Linked DNA regions of Ovis aries: region 2 is linked to region 1. The links are chromatin contacts, called in public Hi-C maps. All regions are on one chromosome and are shown on one strand. Each heading gives the region's core, a stretch centred on a gene start, on an enhancer-like site or on the middle of the called end of the contact. The rest is flanking DNA. Distances are from core to core; before and after follow the strand shown.

Region 1 (4,898 bases), core at 1,548-4,047:
CTTGTCTAGAAGTTCTTCTAATTCTTCCTTTGTTACATAGCAATAGCTTTTAATCTCATTGGGGTCTGGATTCAAGGTCACGTTCTTCTTCACCAACAAAATGTAGTCAATTTCATGTTCTCCCCAGATACTATCAGATTGAGCCTTGTAGTGAATACGTGTTAGATAATTAATTTCCTCTGGAGGAACCTAGGGTAAAAAAAAAAGAAAAACCTCCAAAACATCAACAAAAAACAATCTAAATCAACCCACTACATTTCAGTAATACCTTGAACAACAGAAGTAGTTTTAGAATAATTTTTGAAACGTCAATTTCCTGTTAATACACAAAATACATAAAGTATATATACTGTGAAAGTGAAAGTCTTTCAGTCATGTCTGACTGTGACCCCATGGACTACTTAATACAATCCATTGAATTCTCCAGATCAGAATACTGGAGTGGTTAGCTGTTCCCGTCTCCAAGGGATCTTCCCAACCCAGAGACTGAACCCAGGTCTCCCTCATTGCAGGCAGATTCTTTAAGAGCTGAGCCACCAGGGAAGCCCAAGAATACTGGAGTGTGTAGCCTATCCCTTCTCCAGGGGATCTTCCCGACCCAGGAAAATATGTATACTTGAAATAGTATTAAATAGTTTCAAGTCTGAAATTTTTCCCAAAGGACCAGAACTAGAAAATTTATTGAAAAATGTATATTAAAGAAAATAGAGTCATGCAAACTAGAAGTGTGACATTCCCCCTTGCATCTTAATTCATAGCAGGAAAAAAAATTCCCATTTTAACTAGATAAGAGAGATACTTTAATTCATTCAGGTCTTATTAAAAGGGGACAATTCCAGGAACAAGAGGATAATTTCAATTCACCCAGTCAGGTCTGTAGTTCACAAGAAAATACTCACCCTTGGTCAATTATAAAACAGTTAACTTTATATACTGGTTAATAGATCAACCGATCGTGGTAGAGTTAAGTATCTACAAGTATTATGAAGTCAAAATTTGACTTATTCAATGGGCTTTTTTTGGGCCTAAAAAAACCAAGTGATACAAAGCAGAGAGCTACACTTTAAAGTTTTGTTAATTGTTTTAATGTATTCTAAATACATTTCAGCTGGTATGGTGGGTTACCTCTTCCATGGGAATTCCGAGTTCGGCCTTTAACCGCCTCTGTGCTGCTCTTCTTACTCCAATAGCATCATTTTCTTCCAGCTCACTCGGGTTGCTTAACGGGTGACTACAGCAAGTATTAGTAAAACACCCTGGAACATGTTAATGTTTATAAATATACAGAGATAAAATTTTCCTGAAAAATAGGTTAGGAAGATTAAGAAAACTAAGTTTAAAAAGTAACAACAACAACAAAAGATTCTGGAGAATTTTGTGAAAGACACAGGTAGATGTACATTTTTATGAATGCTTTCTTAACCCAAACGGTTAAATGGTCTTGTGTATAAGACACAAATGATTACAGACACATCTAAACCTACCTAGCAGCTCTTATCCTTTACTGCTGCTTTATTTATTAGGTTGCATCCACCGTACAAGCTTCTCGTGCGAAGAAAATAAAACTCAGCAACTGACTAGAATTTTCTGATCTCGGCTACCAGAAATTGCACGTGACAAATCAAACAAATCAAAGCACGTGCAGCTGCCAACAACATACAAAGGGTGAGCACTTACCTGGGAAGGTAATCTTAGCGTCTGACCTCTGCTGCAGCAGCAGCTTGTTCTCGGTGTTGAACAGGAAGACACTGAAAGCTCGGTGCAACAGCCCTGGCGGCGAGAGAGATGCGACGCCCTGAGTCTCTGTCTGGGGCTCGCAAGGGCTCGGGCGGCCATAGGGGGCGACGTGGGATCCCCGCCCTCCCTGCGCCCGAGGACCCCGGCCCGCCGCCCGCCGCCCTCGCGGGCACCTCTCTCAATGTTCTCGTTCAGGTGGCAGTTCTTCTTGGTCTCCGCCCCGATCCTCCGGTCGTTCTCGTCGATGAGGATGCACATCTCCGCCAGGAGCTGCACCTGCTGCTCGTCCAGCTCGTCCGTGCTCACCTCCGGCATCGCCGCCCAGCCTCCGCGCCGCCCCGGGAACCTGGGGGCGGGGGTCCCAGAGTCGGAGGACGCCCCCACCGCCTCCCCAGCGCCGGGCCCCGGGCCGCGCTTACAGCCCCCCGTGCTGCCCACACGCCGGAGACCGCGGGCCTCCGGCTACTTCCCCACACGGTTGGGTTAGACTACGGGATGCGATCCGGAAGCGCTCGGCCCGCCCCTCAGCGCGCAGAGCCCGGAACCCTGCCCGCCTCCCGGCACCTCACAGACTCTTTCCTCCGTACCTCGCACACGAGCGGTCCGCTGAAAGCTGCGCCGCCAGACGAGTCTCCCTCAGACCCCGCCCCAAGGCACGGGCCCCGCCTCCGGCCCGAGTCCCGCCCCCCGAGGCCGCGCGGCCAATTGCCCGCGCCGGCGCCAGGGCGCGCCACATTCCTGCCGGCCAATGGTGCGCCAGCCCGCGACCCACGTCACGGTCGCGCGGTGGCGCCACTCCTGATCTCCAGGTGTCTCCTCCCACGGCTCTGGGCTGTGGAACCTTCTTCCAGGCTGCAGCACGGGTGCTCTTGGTGTCTTCGGTACACAGCTGAGATGACGCTCCTCGAGTGCGCAACGGCTTTATAGAGGGCACTTGCTGACTAGGGGCCGAGTGAGCGTCCGCTTACGTCTTGCCCTCGGCCGCTCTAGCCAATCGACGCGCTGAAGCTTTGCGCTCGCGGCGCGTTGACGTCAGGCGTCTCCGCGCGCTCGCGGCCTGAGGCGCGGGGAGGCGCTTGCGTGAAGCCGTTCTGTGAGCTAAACAGACCTGTTGGTGAGCGTGAGCTTTCCCTGCCGGGTAGTGTGGCGACTTCAAAGTAGCCAGACAAGTTTGTCACTATTTGTGAAGGAAAGGAGTTAGAAAACGACCTCTGCCAGTCGGGAGTTGCTGGCAAACCACCGGAAGGCGAGAGAGAGAGAATGGCACAGATTCCCTGTCACAGGTCTCAGCAGGAACCAGCTCCGACTGGCACCTTGATCCTGGACCTCAAGCCTCCAGACCTGAGACAATAAATTTATGTTGTTTAAGCCTGATTTGTGGCATTTTGTTACAGCAGCGCTATCAAAGGAAAGCGCTTACCTGGGAAGGTAAAACTGCTCACTGTGAAAAACGTGAGCTTTGATGTGGACCTGGATTTTAATCCAGTCTTTGCTCCATTGCATACTAGGTTTTTGAGTTTTGACAGCTAATTATAACATCCTCACGCTTAATTGGACTTCCCAGGTGGTGCTAGTGGTAAAGAACTCACCTGCCAATGCAGGCGATGTGAGACGTGGGCTTCATCTCTGGGTTGGGAGGATCCCCTGGAGGAGGGCCTGGCAACCTTCTCCAGTATTTTTGCCTGGAAAATCCCGTGGACAGAGGAGCCTGGAGGGCTACAGTCCATGGGGTCGCACAGAGTTGGCACAACTGAAGCTACTTAGCATGCTCGCATGTTTTAAGTTCAATTCAGAATAATTTGTACTTCAGTCGATTTATGTTAGTTTATGGTGTACAGCAAAAAGATAGTTTACACATTCTTTAACAGTATAGGTTATTACAAGATGTTGAATAAAGTTAGTTCCCTGTGGTACACAGTAAATCCTTGGATTCTGTTTATATATAGTAGTGTATATGTTAATCCCAATATAATTTATCCATCCCACCTTTCCTTTTTGGTAGGCCTAAGTTTGTTTTTTGTGTTTATTTCTGTTCTGTAAATTACAGTTCATTTGTATCATAGATAGTTGGATGGCATCGCTGACTCCATGGACATGAAGATGGACGTAAGTTTGAGCAACCTCAGGGAGTTGATGAATAGGGAAGCCTGGCATGCTGCAGTCCATGGGGTCGCAGAGTAGGACACGACTGGAGTGACTGAACTGAACTTAGATCCCACCTACAAATATGTTTTGCTGACTTTCTTCACACTGCGACAATCTCTAGGTTCATTCATGTTGTAAAAAGTGTTAGTTGCTCAGTTATGCCTGACTCTTTGCAACCCCATGGACTGCAGCCCACCAGGCTCCTCTGTCCATGAGATTTTCCAGGCAAGGATACTGGAATGGGTTGCTATTTCCTTCTCCAGGCGATCTTCCCAACCCAGGGATCGAACCTGAGCCTCCTGCACTGCAAGCAAATTCTTTACCGACTGAGCTACAAGGGAAGCCCATTCATGGTGCAAAAGGTTTCTTTTTTTTAATGAGTAGTATGCCATCGTGCACACGCACACGAGTGTGTGTATACACACATCTTTTTTATCAATTGTGTGTGTATATGTATACACACCATGTCTCTTATCCATTCCATTTGTTGATGGACATTCAGATTGCTTAATGGCTTGGCTATTGTGAATAGTGCTGCTGTGAACATTTGGGGGTACATGTATCTTTTGAAATTAAGAGTTTTGTCCAGATATATGGTCAGTTGTGGGATTGCTGGATCATATGGTAGTTGTAGTTTTATTTTAAGGAACCTCCACACTGTTCTCCATAGTGGCTGTAGGTTCCCTCTTCTCCACACCCTCACCAGCATTTACTATTCGTGGACTTTTTGATGATGGCCATTTGGACCAGTGTGAGGTGGTACCTCATCGCAGTTTCGATCAGCACTTTATTAGGTTGGCCTGAGGATCAGACAAGTTAATATGTTATGTGCCTGGCACACAGCAGGCCCTTAAAGTGTTGATTCCTTTCCCCTCTTATTTTTGTGACACTTCTTTACAGTCATGGTTGACTTTTATAGAATTCTAAATATAGCAGAGAAAAGATTACCTCAATTATAACAACATCCTAAGTTTCACCCAAACTGTTGATACTGTGCTGCAAAATAAAACCACATA
Region 2 (4,602 bases), core at 242-2,741, 1.1 Mb before region 1:
CGTTTTCAATTTAAATAAAAGTCATTTGAATTTAAGCATAGTAGGACAGTGCCTTCATTTGGACTACAGTGATTGCAAGTATCCTAAACAAGTTGTAATTCAACCAGCTCTTTCATGTAACTGCTCTATTTTTTCAGTCTAAAGTATTCCAAATACAGTGAGTATTTTGGGGTGATTCGTTTGCCAAACTTTGGTATTCTGACTTGAGCTCAAGAAATGAAAAGAGTAGAACACATATAATATTTTGTATTAGCAGAAACTAACACTTTACAGAAGCTTAATGTTTGCAAAGTTCAATGGCCTTTATAAGGTCACTTACAGGATTGTTGTAGGGCAGTGTTTTTTTAGCCTAGGGAGCCTTGTACAGGAGTCTTGAAAATGTTAGTAGGTCTGTGATAGGTCCCAAGAAGTATGTGCAAAAATAGTTTTTCTAGTGTAAGTACTTTTGGGAGGGGCAGGGGGGACTTATTCCCTTAAAGGATGAAAATGGTTTCCATGGGTGTCAGGCGTCAACCAAGAAAGTGAAAAAGGCCCAGCAATAATTGTGCTGCAAAGTCACGTATTAAATTCTAGTTATCCGATGGTAGAACTCACTGTATCCAGTAGATAAATTACCTTCCGAGTGTGTTGGGGAAGGAGACTTGACAGCAGAGGGGCCTGCTGGAAGATTTTGGAGTGATAAAAAGTTTTATCTACACTGTGGTGATGTCTCCACTGCATTTGTCAAAAAAACTAACCCAATTGTACTTCAGTATATGTAAATTATACTTTAATAAAGCTTGACATTTTAAAGAGCTTTATGTATTGCAAAATGTACCTTGTGTGCAGCCCTCTTAATAGGGCCTGGCCTGAAGATGTGCAGGAAACAAGCACGGGAATGTAGGGTGCTACTCCAGAGTAGTGAGTGAGGTAGACGGTGGCAGAGACCGCTGCGCAGACCCCGGGAAAGGCAGCCTTCCTTGGTCATACGGAGACCTCCAGCTTTCTGGAGCTTTGTCAGCTCAGCTTGTGCGTTTCGCAGCGCCACTGAGCTCCCTACACTGCCCGGGGGACCGGAAAGAAACACGTGGCCGGGTAGCCCTGGGCCTGACTGTGATCCAGGCGGCGCCGCTGCCTAGGAACCCACCGGCCCCGGCGGGAATGGTGGACAGCCAGCCAGGACTGCAGAGCCTTAGAAAACCCCACGGGGCCGCTCCGCTTGAGCAGCAGTAAGACCCGACGACTTCTGCGGGCCGCTGGAAAGAAAGCGGGCTTGAAACCGAAGAAACTAGAATGAGAAGGCGTCGCCCCCGTTGACGCCACTTCCGGCCCGCAGCCTCCAAAACACACGCCATTTCCGGCGTGTAGCCGGTCCGAGGCGGGGTGGCAGTTGGGGGAGGTCTCGGGCGCTCCAGCTGCCAACCGTGAGCAAGCTGTCCGTGCTCGGGCCCCGGATAAGGCGTGTGTGCTCCCTGGGCGGGAGCGGAAGCGGAAGCGGAAGCGCTCGCCTCAGGCTTTCGGCGCGGCCCAGACTGCGTTCTCCGCCGGTGAAGGCTGGAGTCCTCGGTGTGGAGCATTCACCCTCCCGGGGGACGGCTGGCCGCTTTCCTGAAAGCAGATTTTTCCATCTAAATTCACGTCAGTTCTTATTTCTCTTGCTCGCTGGGTCTGGAAGCGGACAGGGAAGTATTGTGGAGAGGCGCGTAGTGCGAAGCTGTGTGCTAAGTGCTATGCTTAAAAAATTCTTGCAGCATTCAAGTGCTGAAGAAATTTGGGGATTCCGGTGAGGCTGGTAAAAAAGCCTGTTGGGCAGGTACTCAGTAAACATTGCTTTACATTTTTCCTTTTCCCTCTTTTCGAATTGTTACTCTGCTACCAATAAGCAGTCGTCTGGTGTTCCTCACGCCATGCCTATTTTTATGTTTTGATGCAGTGTATGAATAGTTAATGACAGTATGTAAACTTTTAAAGACTGATACAAATCACAGGTGATTAAATGCTCTCAAGACCCCCCATTTATTGGTAGTCTAAACTTAAAAGTTTTATAGAATTAAATTTAGATTATCGTGTAATCAGGATCACAACACTTAAAAACAATTTTTCACATAATTTGATCTAACCATTTTTGAAAAGCATATAAGAAAGCAAACTTATTTTTTCAGTACTTGATTTCTGTATCATTACAAAATTACTAAAAAGGAACGGGAGCGGTTAGCACCAGTTCCTTTATAATGCTAATTAGGTTGTCTGCAGGCCACTTAAAACAGCTTATTAATATTCAGAATTAAGTATATACAACCCACTCCAGTGTTCTTGCCTGGAGAATCCCAGGGACGGGGGAACCTGGTTGGCTGCCGTCTATGGGGTCGCACAGAGTCGGACACGACTGAAGCGACGTAGCAGCAGCAAAGCGCATAGATATGTTTCACTTTTAGAAATCAAGTAACTTGATCAAAATAGGTTTACTTGTTTCATTCACATAACTTTGTGATTTTATGGAGGAAAAGTACACGAATTACAAATGTTTTTCAGTTTAATCTTATCTACTGTCTTTTAAGCTGGTGACGTAATAGCCACGATTTCATTATAGGAGTCAACTTTGACTAGTTTGAACAAAAACCAAGCATTTATTCAGAGTTTTTTTGTTTTGTTTTTGATGTAGCTGAAGAAGGACCTGGAAAGTGAAATTGCTGCTTTCAGTGCTTGGACTGAAGCAGTGCGTGCATGCTCAGTCACTCCAGTTGTGTTGGACTCTCTGCGACCCCAGGGACTGTAGCCCGCCAGGCTCCTCTGTCCATGAGATTCTCTAGGCAAGAATACTGGAGTGGGTTGCCGTGCCCTCTTCCAGGGGAACCTTACCAACCCCGGGACTGAGCTTGGGTCTCCTCCTTTGGACTCTACCCCTGAGCCAAGGAGGAAGCCCTCTGGGGTGGAGCAGAGAGACAGGCAAATCAGAGGACACTGGTATAATACTGGTAGCCAATAGCTTATCCAAATTTACAAGAACTTTTACAGATCTTTTGCATTAAACGGATGATATCCATCAGAGGGAAATAGGCAAAATGCTGATGTGGATGTATTTCATTTCTCACCCTCTCTCCTCTGTCCTAGTCAAATAAGAGAATCACTTGTGTATATGCTCCCCTTTTTCTGAAAGCAGGGATGGGGGACAGGCAGTACTGTAGCAGAATGGTTGAAATGTCAGATGGATTTAAGTAACCACTGTTTCACCTACTCTCTTGTGACTTTGAAAAAATGAGGAGGCAGAGAAACATTAATGGCAAAATAAATATGAAGTCTGGTTCTTGGCAAATGTCTTGATTCTTATTCTACCAGGAGAAACTAGGGTAGAGGCATAATGAGAATGTTTTCATGTCAAAGGAATATCAGGCTCTAAGAGCAATGGAGCTTAAATCGCCAAATGCTAGTATAACACGGCAGCCCAGAACTCCAGTATGTATAACAAACACATTATAGTAGCCTGCAGACAATAATACTTTTCTTTGTTTTCATACTGTAGCTGTGTCAGCGTGTTATGATGCCGTCTCGTACCAACCTGGCTACTGGAATTCCCAGTAGCAAAGTGAAATACTCAAGACTCTCTAGTACAGATGATGGCTACATTGACCTTCAGGTAAATGCAGAAAGGACCTGATGAGATTAGCTGGCTCTGTTGATGCTGAGTTAGCAGGGAGACCTTCCAGGTTTTGCTGATTGTTCCTAGGGATTAGAGGGAGCAGAAAAGAAACTGCTGAGTCTCTTTCAGCCATAGCCTGCAGAAAGAGGGACCTTGGCAGTTTCAAACCAATATAAATATTGTCCATTTCTGAGAAATTTTAGTTGTGATGCCAGAGTCTAATAGTTGCAAATTTTATTTAGTTTATCTGGAAATAATCAGACTATCTTGTTAAGCAGAATTTTTTAAAGACTGTGTTACCAGTTTGTTTACAGTTCAGTCAAAACCAGTTCATTTTTTAAGGGAGAAACTCACTGCTAAAGCCAGCAGATTGTGGGAATCTTCCTTCTTTCCTGATGTCATGAGATCCAATTTATTAAAGGTATTCTTTGTGGCAAACAGTAAGTAAAACAGAATATTTTTAAAATGTGTGTCCTTCCTGATCATTGTTTATAAAGTACTTAAGGGTGTAGCATCTCCTTTTGCCCACTTCCCTTTAGACTAGACTATTTTAGGTGGAACTAGGATCAAAGAAGTAGCAGGAACCCCGTCCTTTTAAATAAGTATCAGTATAAAGAAATCAATTATTCTTTGTACTTTTGGGACCCACACTTGAAGGAGAGTTTTTTTTTTTTAAAGCAGGGTGGAAAAGCTTCCAGTCAGTGTGGTCACACACAAACATGAGCCAAACCTTAGAAGTTTGTCTTTGAGTGTTTTAACCTTGACTTGAACTTGTTAATAAGGCAGGTTACTTGCTCGGTGGATTAGGCAACTAATGCTTCAGAAAAAGTTGTTTTTAAAACCTTTGACCAGATGCCAACTTAACTTTGAATGCCAGAAATCATTTTTCTCTTTCTTACTTTTCCAGAGCTTGATGTTCACTCTTAATCCCTATAGATTAGTACATTCTTCCATGTGCAAAGGCATGTTTATTAAAAACGTGTAAC

Evidence for each region. A called contact is a pair of places that touch in the nucleus more often than the background predicts.
Region 2: a contact with region 1 is called in a Hi-C map of hypothalamus, with 4 times the contacts expected there. The contact joins the promoter of TMEM230 here to the promoter of WDR37 in region 1. A contact is called at or near these places in 3 of 16 Hi-C or Micro-C datasets (blood, hypothalamus and skin fibroblasts).

Annotation. Positions count from the first base shown.
Region 1 is chr13:45,916,583-45,921,480 of ARS-UI_Ramb_v3.0, reverse strand. It overlaps WDR37 (WD repeat domain 37), which reads left to right and starts at 2,797. Exons shown (of 14, transcript XM_060397582.1): 1 at 2,797-4,898. It overlaps IDI1 (isopentenyl-diphosphate delta isomerase 1), which reads right to left. Exons shown (of 6, transcript XM_060397583.1): 2 at 2,325-4,898; 3 at 1,911-2,083; 4 at 1,678-1,770; 5 at 1,126-1,256; 6 at 1-189. The coding sequence starts at 2,473.
Region 2 is chr13:47,041,817-47,046,418 of ARS-UI_Ramb_v3.0, reverse strand. TMEM230 (transmembrane protein 230) reads left to right here and starts at 1,491. Exons shown (of 4, transcript XM_012188661.4): 1 at 1,491-1,661; 2 at 3,500-3,613. The coding sequence starts at 3,515. PCNA (proliferating cell nuclear antigen) reads left to right here. Exons shown (of 6, transcript XM_004014340.5): 6 at 1-35.